Regions from separate parts of the Mus musculus genome. Here region 1 is linked to region 2. Evidence: chromatin contacts called from public Hi-C data. All regions are on one chromosome and are shown on one strand. Each heading gives the region's core, a stretch centred on a gene start, on an enhancer-like site or on the middle of the called end of the contact. The rest is flanking DNA. Distances are from core to core; before and after follow the strand shown. Region 1 overlaps Jmjd1c (jumonji domain containing 1C). Region 2 overlaps Jmjd1c (jumonji domain containing 1C).

The links. A called contact is a pair of places that touch in the nucleus more often than the background predicts.
Region 1: a contact with region 2 is called in a Hi-C map of neural progenitor cells, with 3 times the contacts expected there. The contact joins two enhancer-like sites. A contact is called at or near these places in 7 of 39 promoter capture datasets (cranial neural crest, embryonic stem cells, hematopoietic stem and progenitor cells and 4 more), 9 of 484 Hi-C or Micro-C datasets (B cells, the C10 cell line, CD4 T cells and 5 more), 3 of 115 datasets of contacts at active chromatin or transcription factors (bone marrow-derived dendritic cells, cardiomyocytes and embryonic stem cells) and 4 of 9 other capture datasets (adipose tissue, embryonic stem cells, liver and 1 more).

Annotation. Positions count from the first base shown.
Region 1 is chr10:67,224,635-67,229,352 of GRCm38.p6, reverse strand. Jmjd1c (jumonji domain containing 1C) reads right to left here. Exons shown (of 26, transcript NM_207221.3): 10 at 2,437-4,616. Among named protein-coding and RNA genes, the nearest start is that of Nrbf2, 58 kb to the left of the region's middle. Within about 2 kb of position 2,507, at least 105 of the 459 cell types and tissues checked have an H3K27ac peak or open chromatin away from gene starts, as enhancers often do. A contact at or near this core is called in neural progenitor cells, where this site is marked.
Region 2 is chr10:67,140,661-67,145,218 of GRCm38.p6, reverse strand. All of the region lies in intron 1 of Jmjd1c (jumonji domain containing 1C), which reads right to left. Among named protein-coding and RNA genes, the nearest start is that of Jmjd1c, 16 kb to the right of the region's middle. Within about 2 kb of position 1,353, at least 19 of the 459 cell types and tissues checked have an H3K27ac peak or open chromatin away from gene starts, as enhancers often do. A contact at or near this core is called in neural progenitor cells, where this site is marked.

The DNA of each region.
Region 1 (4,718 bases), core at 1,258-3,757, 83 kb before region 2:
TTTACAAAATTAAAAGGGTTGTGAAGAAAGGGAGGGAGGGAGGGTCTACAATATTAATTGGGGCATTTTGTTGAAGGAAGTGATAGAAAAGCAAACTCAAAGCAATCAACTGCTCCTCATTATAAATGTCCGGAAAGCCCAAGTGTTCTGAGGGCGATCTTTAATCTTTGCAAACACACAAGAGATACTTTGTCCAGTGTGTAAGGAAATACAATCTCTCAAATGGACTATGCTCTAAGATTTGTAGGCAAAAAGATAAATTCATTCTCCATATTCAGTCCCACTGTTTCATAACTGGTCCTTAGCATGAACCAACAAGGGAAACAACATTAGTAAAGTCATCTGTGTACCAGGAGCAACCTGTAGGCCAGGAGAGTCAACAAAGCATACAGATAACTGCACTTCCACCTAAATACCTAAAAGGTATTCGTTTAAGAACGAGCTCCGCAGCCAGCAGATGTACTTCCTTACCCTGTGTCTTTTACCATCCTCTCAATCACAGAGATTTGATGTACAGCCCACTATTTGTAACTCAAGAATAAATATTTGCTGTCCTTCCTTTCAAATCCTTTCCAATTGTATCAAAGACACACAGGTTCTGAAACCAAATATATCTTACCAAAGCTGAGAACAGAATTCCTATCCAGATTTCCCACTAATACCTAGTTATTGATAGTGTGAGTAGTATAATCACACATACACACACAGACGTGCACACACACCACTCTCCAATAGGTAGTATTGTTTAGGGCTAGATTAAAATATAAAATATATTATAGACTAAAATATATTTAGGATTGCTGCCTGCTTCTTTATTCTTTACAATTGTTCCCTCCTTTTTAGTCTTTATCATGGGCTAGAGACCACCCAGTAATCACATATGCTCAGGCACACAGCACATGCCAGTTATGGCATAACGACTGGTATAAAGATGTTTCTAGGGTTGCAGAGATGGCTTTCTAGTCAATACCACTGGCTGCTCTTCCAGAAGACCAAGGTTCAATCCCCAATGCCTATAACTTCAATTCCAGCCCCTGGAGATCTAATGCTATTTTCTGGCCTCCACGGCACCAGACATACACATAATGCACACTTAATTCAAGCAGGAAAACACCCATGCACATAAACTAATGAAAAGGCGCTTCTTTTCCAATGCATACAAGAGATCTTTCCTCTGGACTTTATTAAAGGGTGTTAGAATGAACAACACATATCACACCACTGATGAGACATTATTTCGCACACTTTCTTCAATCATTTACTTCTAAATTGATTACACTAGAGAAAACTAAATGCAATCCTGTTTCTATTTCTTTTAAACTGGGAATTAACTTTGACCAATATACTTTTAATTCTATATGATGGGAGCAGTTTAGAATGTGAAACTTCATAACACGGATTGTAATAACTTAAAAAGTACTATGAATTTTTCAAAATGATATACGTGAAACCAATTCTTAATTATGTGATAACAAAATAGGCACTTCTGAAGGGTTTTTTTTTTTTTTTTAAAGAAGTGAATGAATTACAAAGGTAACTTATTGAAGGGCTTTTGATACTATTAATTCTTCTATACTAGGCCATACTTGATATTAGTAAATTTCTTCTAGTAATTTAATAATACTATCTGCTTTAAATAAGGCATCATCCTTTAATTCAAACTGTCTAATTTATTGGCAATGTATCTAAAATGTATAGGTCTGTGAATAAAACCCTACTAACATACATTACCTAACACCGCTCCTTTTATACAGTGAGAGCCTTGAAGACCTAGATCTTGGTTAACAAATTCAAAAACAGCTGCCCTAGTGAAGAGAACTCGGGAGCAAGACATTAAAGTCACATAAATACATGCGAACCCTTGATTTCTCAATGTCAACACCATAAATGCACTTTGGGATACAGAAATTAATTATAGAGTGTAGGGGACTCACTAGTGTATACATCAACAAGTATATTGTAAACATTCTAAAATTCGGTCACAATTTCAGCTCATAAAGTAAATTTAAGCAAAAATGATTTAGGAAATCTCCCTAAACTCCCAGCTTTGTTACATGGTTAGGGTGAGACGGACCACATCACACTGCTCCTCAGTACTGTGCTTACAGCTAAACAGGAACTACTTCTCGAATGAGATCAGGTCTCAGCTAAATACTTTAGTATCAGAAGTACAGTTCTTTTCTGGTGTAATAATCAAAGCTGTATTTTGACATTTCTAGGAAAAGATCAATTTCTAAACTTCACACTGTACTGTCTTTCCTACAACAAATGTCAGGTGAAAACATCTCTCAAGATCGGGGATCTAATCTTTTCCTCTTGTGGGGAGACAGGAAAGGCAGAAAGGAAATTCACAACTACATCCCATGGAGCCACATCCTTACTGCGAGGACCCGTGGCCCATTTTATTTGCGATAAATCAATGTATTTACTCACCGCTATTACTGTTCTGCAACTTCAGTTTACTTTTGTCCTTGGCGCTCCTGCTGAGAACTCCATTAGGCTTCGAGTCCTCTTCGACCTCGCCTTTCCTCTTCTGCAGGTCGTTCTGCTTCTTTTTATAAGTTGGCTTCGGCTGCCGTTTAGTCCTCTGCTCCGACTTGCTTTCGCTCTCATCTGAGTCTCCACTTTCAGAGCCAGATTCGTAAGTTCTTTTGGCTTTTCTCCTGCTGACTTTCTCATCTCTTCCATATTTATCTACAGCGACTCTGCCATCTGCACGATTTTCTATATCATTAGATGTAGAGGCTATTAAGTTGACAGAACATGGCTTAATAATTTCGGATACAGAATTCCCTGAATTTTCCATTTTATTAGTATTTTTATCTTCTTCTGAATGTCTGGTGAGCCAGGCCTTCTTCAGTTTAGTGTGGTAGTTGGGCTGACTGGACTGGGCTGCTGGCCCATTTCCTACAGAGATTGCTTTGTTACTTGCAGTGCAGGTCATGGTGCTATCCAGGGGAAGAGAGGCTGCCACTGTCTGATTTCTCACAGTATTAAGTTCAGCCTCACTGACACTACTATTTTTAAACTGAGCTGCAGCCAACGCTGCCTTGTGCTTTTTTAAATGAATAAAATCAGTTGTGCCTGAGAAGCCAGAGCCGGGCTGAACAGCACTTCCTGTCTTACTACAGGCCAGAGTGCCTGGAACCGCGGTGCTGACTGTGCAGTCCTTTGCTTGCGCCACTGCCTGACTAACAACACTTTTTGAAGAAGTACATTCGAAGGGTGTAGAGGCCGAAATGGTATTTGATAAAGAATAACTTGTTTCTGCACTACTCAAGCTGGAGACACTGGTGGTAGTGGCAGCAGATGTGAACACATCTGCTTTGGTAGTAGAGACTACATTTACAGCAGACATGACTGAAACAGGAACGTTGCCCTGGGAGACAGCTTCAAAGTTTTTTTCAGATTTCACATGAGCACTTTCTAAATTCACATTTGGTAGAATAATTCTTCCAGTCTCTCCGGCTTCTGGTTTGAGGTAATCTGTTTTATTTGCCCCAGATGAAGATCTTTCACAAACTCGATCTTTGGAAGCTAATGGTACAGATGGCACACTATCAACTTTTGTACTAGAAGGTGGACGAACAATGACAGATGCCACAGCAGCCTGGGACTTTCCACTACTCTTTTCCACGGGCCACTCAGCTTTCTCTCTGTTGAGGTTGTTATTAGATCTCCACATTTCCGTTAGACTCTGATCAGAAGAATTCTTAAAATTTGACTGAGAGTCTTTTGGCTCAGGAATTAGAGTTGGAGGCTTCTGAGATTCTTGAACTTTGCCACCAGCATTTACTGGCATCACCGGTGTCAGTGTTGGAGGGGAAAGGCTACTGTAGCTGCTTTCCTTTCTTTCCAAACTGTGGTGGATTGGTGGATGGAATACTGGTGCCCTGTGCAGAGCAGGCATGCTGCGGAGTGCATTAGTAGAAGAAACAGTCAGATGGGTAGGGCTCCGACAATCACTTCTGAACGTTGTTACTGAGTGAGATGCACTCTGATGGGGAAGATGGTCTGGTATCTTGCCCACTAAACTTTCACTTTCTGGTTGGTGTTTAATCAAAGGTGGAGGCTTCGAAAGAGATGATATAAAAGAATGAGTTTGAGGATTGGCTGTTGCAGAAAGGTTATTATTTTGTTTCTCAGTGTAAATGTTGGAAACTTCTTTGGATGGGTAGGATCTTGGTGGCTCATTGACCACACTATTAGATAAAGTAGTGAAGTAGTTACTCTGGGGCAAACTCTGAGGCACTGAGTGCTTCATCTTATAAATCTCTGACACGGAGCGGTCTACGTCTTTATCTTGTTTGATAGCATGGCTTTTAGGACTAGAAGATGATGGTACTACTCTGGAGTAATTCTCTCTTTCAACCTCATGACCCTTGATTTTGGTTGTAAATGGAGCCACATCAATACTCTCCTGAAGAATCCGACGATGTTCCTCCTTGTATTTGTTCAGTCTCTCTCCAGTCTCCTGGGGTGGCCTTGGACCCACAAAATGCCTATGCAAGTGACAATCTTTTCCTGCCTGTGACCTATTAAGATCCAGGTCACCTTTTACTGATGTGGATGCATTAGACCGTAATGGTTCCATAAAAGCTTTCCTCTCCAATTCTCTACAAAGAAAATACACAAAGATTCCTGTAATCACTTTTCCATACAAAATGATTTTTATGAAATGTTATTCTGTTATGAAAGCAAACAGTTTTGATAGTATT
Region 2 (4,558 bases), core at 104-2,603:
AGAGCAAGTTTCCAGGAAATCCAAGACTACACAGGGAAACCCTATCTCAAAAAAAAAAAAAAAAAAAAAAAAAAAAAAAAAAAAAAAAAAAAAAAAAAAACAACACACTAGCCTCTCTGCTAAATTCTATTGAAAAGCAACTACTTGACTTATAAATTTTGGTATCATTATCTACTTTTTGTTTGTGCTGTTGTATTAGGGATTAAACCTATTCATTTCCTAAATCGCATAGCCCTCACTTACTAAAATATTATAGGTAATGCTCATAAACACTAGTATGAAAGAATGGGATAATTATTACCACACTTATTTTAAAACAACTCAGAGAACTCACATTCCCTTGTAAGTAATATGTAATCAGTATTTTGGTCCATGGTATTTAGTGAAACTGTATTATATGTATTTCATCTTTTCTATTTTAGTTAGCATACTCTTATAATTCCTGGTATTGATTAGGCCTTTAAGTTTTTACTGTTGAAAGGTGGTATATGCACAGGTATACCAACACTGCTAATATTAATTCCCTACAGTATATAAGCCTGAACACAAAAATGGCTACAAATCCATACTGCAAAACATACAAGACTATTCCTCAAATGTTGCTTAAATAAAATCTTTTGTACCATTTCTAACACAATGAAAAGCAACTGAAACGTCCTATGGAAAACCAACACCTGCAGGAAAAGATGCAGTCTGGCAAGTGCTGGGCCTGTCCATTCATGACTTAGTTCTCAAACATTAAGGCTCTCCTCCTCTCCCTTCCTGTGCACTCAGTGGATGGAGTTAAGAAAACAGAGCTTACAGTGTTCTAGCTGAACTACACAACTACACAGCTGAACCTATTACTTGGCCTAAAAAAAAAAACCGGCTTTCTTTCAGGGAACAAGTTTTAATGTGGATTCAAGTTCTAGACAGAATATCTGCTCTGTGGAAACAAACAAACAAACAAACAAACAATCCTTATTAAAAAGTCACTATTTTTAAAAGTGTCAACTAATGAAAGTGCCTAAAACTACCACTAAAACATGACATCCCTGAAATAATTTCTACTTCTGGCAAGATAAATGCGACATATGCATGTAACCTTAACAATTTCAGTCCAAACTGACAACTCAAAATATTATTCACTCAACAATATTTTTAAGATTTTTAAAAATGGTTTCTTCTTAAGTTAGTGGCTGTAATCTATGACAGGAAGGCTATTTAATCAATATCTTATAGTATGTTGTTAATAAGTTACAAAGTTTCAGATATAATGAAAAGAATTTGGCATGTTACTAAACTATTAAAGGCCTGTCAAAAAACAAGGGGAAACTGTCTAGCTGGTTGACCATGCTGTGCTGGCAACATCTCAAACATCTGCTAAAGGTCAGATTTCCACTGCATGGAAGCAATCAATGGAACTACACAATTCTCCTAGCACTTTAAGAAGCTAAACAAAGACCACTATTTTACATAAGTAACAGAACATAACTTAGCTTTGTAATAAATTACAGCAAAGTCTACAGCTTTCTTATCTGAGAAATCACACATTTAAATAACACTTCTGAATTTCTATTTGTATTTAAACTTATGTTTACTATGTTTACAACATATATTTATAAAACTCTACCTTTCCAAAGGTTGAAAAAAATTGTTTTTTTTCTTTTATATTAGAGAAAGTATAATAAAAACTTAATCCTAATAAAAAGTTAAGACAATTTTAACAACAAACAGTCACTTTTAGGAATCTGAAAACATGTTAGTTCACAGGTTGCTTAATTCAGTGCACACAGCTCATTCACAGCCGTTACATTTCTAGAAAGCAGGACTTACTGGTAAAAGTACACTTGTTATGGGATGTTTCTGTGATGATAGAGACTGACAGCAATGCTGACGAGGGAGCTCCCTCAAGTGCTCTTCACACCAGGTGGCTTACAGCCCCCTGTACCTCGGGTTTCAGGGGAGCTGGCACCCTTTTCTGAGCTATAATCACTCTTGGAAGTACATGGTACAAATAAGCTTACAAGCACATGAACACTAATAATCTTAATGTGACTGCTCGGGCAATCTGACTAGTTACTTAAACAATATTTAAACACAAGTTACTAAAGTATTAAAAAATTATTGCGGGCTGGCGAGATGGCTCAGCAGGTAAGAGCACTGACTGCTCTTCCAAAGGTCCTGAGTTCAAATCCCAGCATCCACATGGTGGCTCACAACCACCCATAATGAGATCTGATGCCCTCTTCTGGTGAGTCTGAAGATAGCTACAGTGTACTTAGATATAATAATAAATAAATCTTTAAAAAAAATTATTGCAAGTATGTGTAAGTGGTTGGGGGGGGGGGTTGTATGCTTTAAGACATGGTGTTACTAGATGGCCACAGTGGGCTGACGGTGAACTCCTCATTTTCCTGCCTCTGTGCCTGAGTACTAGAATTATAAGCATCCACTTGTTTTGGGGTTTTGTTTTTGGTTATTTTGTTTTTGTTTTTGTTTTTTAAAGACAGGGTTTCACTATGTAATCTTGACTGGCCTGAAGCACAATGGTAGACCAGTTTGGCCTCCAAGTCTCAAAGAACCACCTTCCTCTAACTTAGTGCTTGCTGAGATTTGAAGGCAAGTATCACTTTGCCAGGCTCTTTTCCTGGGTGTTTTGTTTGGGGGCAGGTCTCTATTGTGGACCTCTAGCTATCCTGGAACCCTCTACATAGACCAGGCTGACCTGGAACACAAAGATCCACCTGACTGCCTCCTGAATGCGGGAATTAAAGAAAGGTGTACTCTACCATGCCTGGCTTACAGCTCTTCTGGAAAAGATGTTACATTAAAGCCAAAATTTAAAGGTCACATACTTTTCAAATTATTCCCTATATATTAGCTAAATATGCTGCTGTCAAATTTGATAAACATATTATGAGAATAAATTATGAAGATTTAAAATGTCTTTTATATAAGAATACAAATTAAAAGTGAACATTTAAAAACCCTAATGAACCACTTTTACAGGGGACCAGGAAGATAAAGGTCATTGCTTAAACACATACTTAAAATGTATGAGGTACTAAATTTAATCCAATACCAATTTTAAAATTTTTGATGTGTATGCATGTGTGTGCGTGACTGTGTGTGTGCGTATCTCTAGACTTACGGGGATTGGGGGTGCTGAGTGCATGCCAGAGCAAGTGTAGAGGAAGGAGGACAAATCTCTGAAATTGTTCTTTCCTTCCACCTTTATTATGGTTACAGGGATCAAACTCAGGTCCTCAGACTTTTACCTAACCATCTGAGCCATCTCCCCAGCCTTCAATATTTTTATCATTAAAACGGAATGATGGCCCTATGACAAAGAACTCTAGGACAGTTAGTAAGCCATTTAAATTAACAAGTGACTGTTTGCAACAACAACAACAACAAAAAAGAATAAATAGACAAGAAAATGCAAAGGTAAAAGCTTGGGCTGGAGAGTGGCTCAGAAGTTAAGACCACTTGGTCATGAAGTTACAGACAGTTGTGAGCTGCAAGACTGATGCAGGTAACTGAACCTGGGGATTTAATTGAAAACACAGCATATCTAGCTTTTGGTTTCAGAAGAGTTACAGATATGGAAAACATGCGTCCAACAAGGGTATGAGAAATATCCACAAGCAGGGTGGGCTCCAGGGTGTGAACTCCAAGTTGTCAATCCTATACCCATCTATTCCTGCTTTTCATACCAACAGTTTCTGTAAGTAGCAGAAAGTGCCTGATACCCACGTTTCCCAGTATCTTGGAAGATAGAGAAGATAACATGATGTAAATCAGGAGATGAGGTAGGGTAGCCAATAAAGTACTCCTTAACTAGCAACAAAATAATACAATATGAAGCTTCTGTCCTTTTTTTAAACAAGCTATGTTGTCACTATGAAGGACAAACCACAAGAATAATACTGTCATAGCCAAAGAATGGATCACCTACTTCTCCACTTATAACAACAAAAATTCTCTCCTGTTTAGCTACTGCTACTTAAGAGTTTTTATTAAATACATCCAAAACTCAATCTGTAACTGAAGTAGCTCTAAACTCTCCAAGAATATTAAGGAAATGTTAATACATCAACATATAACCTAACTAGTATTAAAGAAAAACTAGTCAGAAGGTAAAACTTACATCAGATACAAGTTTTTATAGCACAATTAAAAAAAAAATACAAGGCTCTAACTGGATATAGACATAGGTTTTTATATTTACTCTACCGGTTTAGATTAATCCACAAATAGAAACTCACAGGCACTGAATATCTAAATACCATGAACATCTGTTAAATTTTTTATAATACATGAAGACAAAGCAAATGCTTTTCTCACATACGATCTCACTAAGGAAAAGGCAGTGTGGGGATGGGTCAGCATTTATTGCTCTGCAGAGGACCCAGGTTCCCAGCACCTACATGGCAGCTCACAATCATCTAGCACTCCAGCCCCAGGGTTTCCAATCCCTCTGCTGGTCTCAACAGGTGCACAAACATACATGAAAGCAAAACAATCAATCAAATAAAAGTAAATTTTTGACAAGGTAATAACTTCATTAGCATAT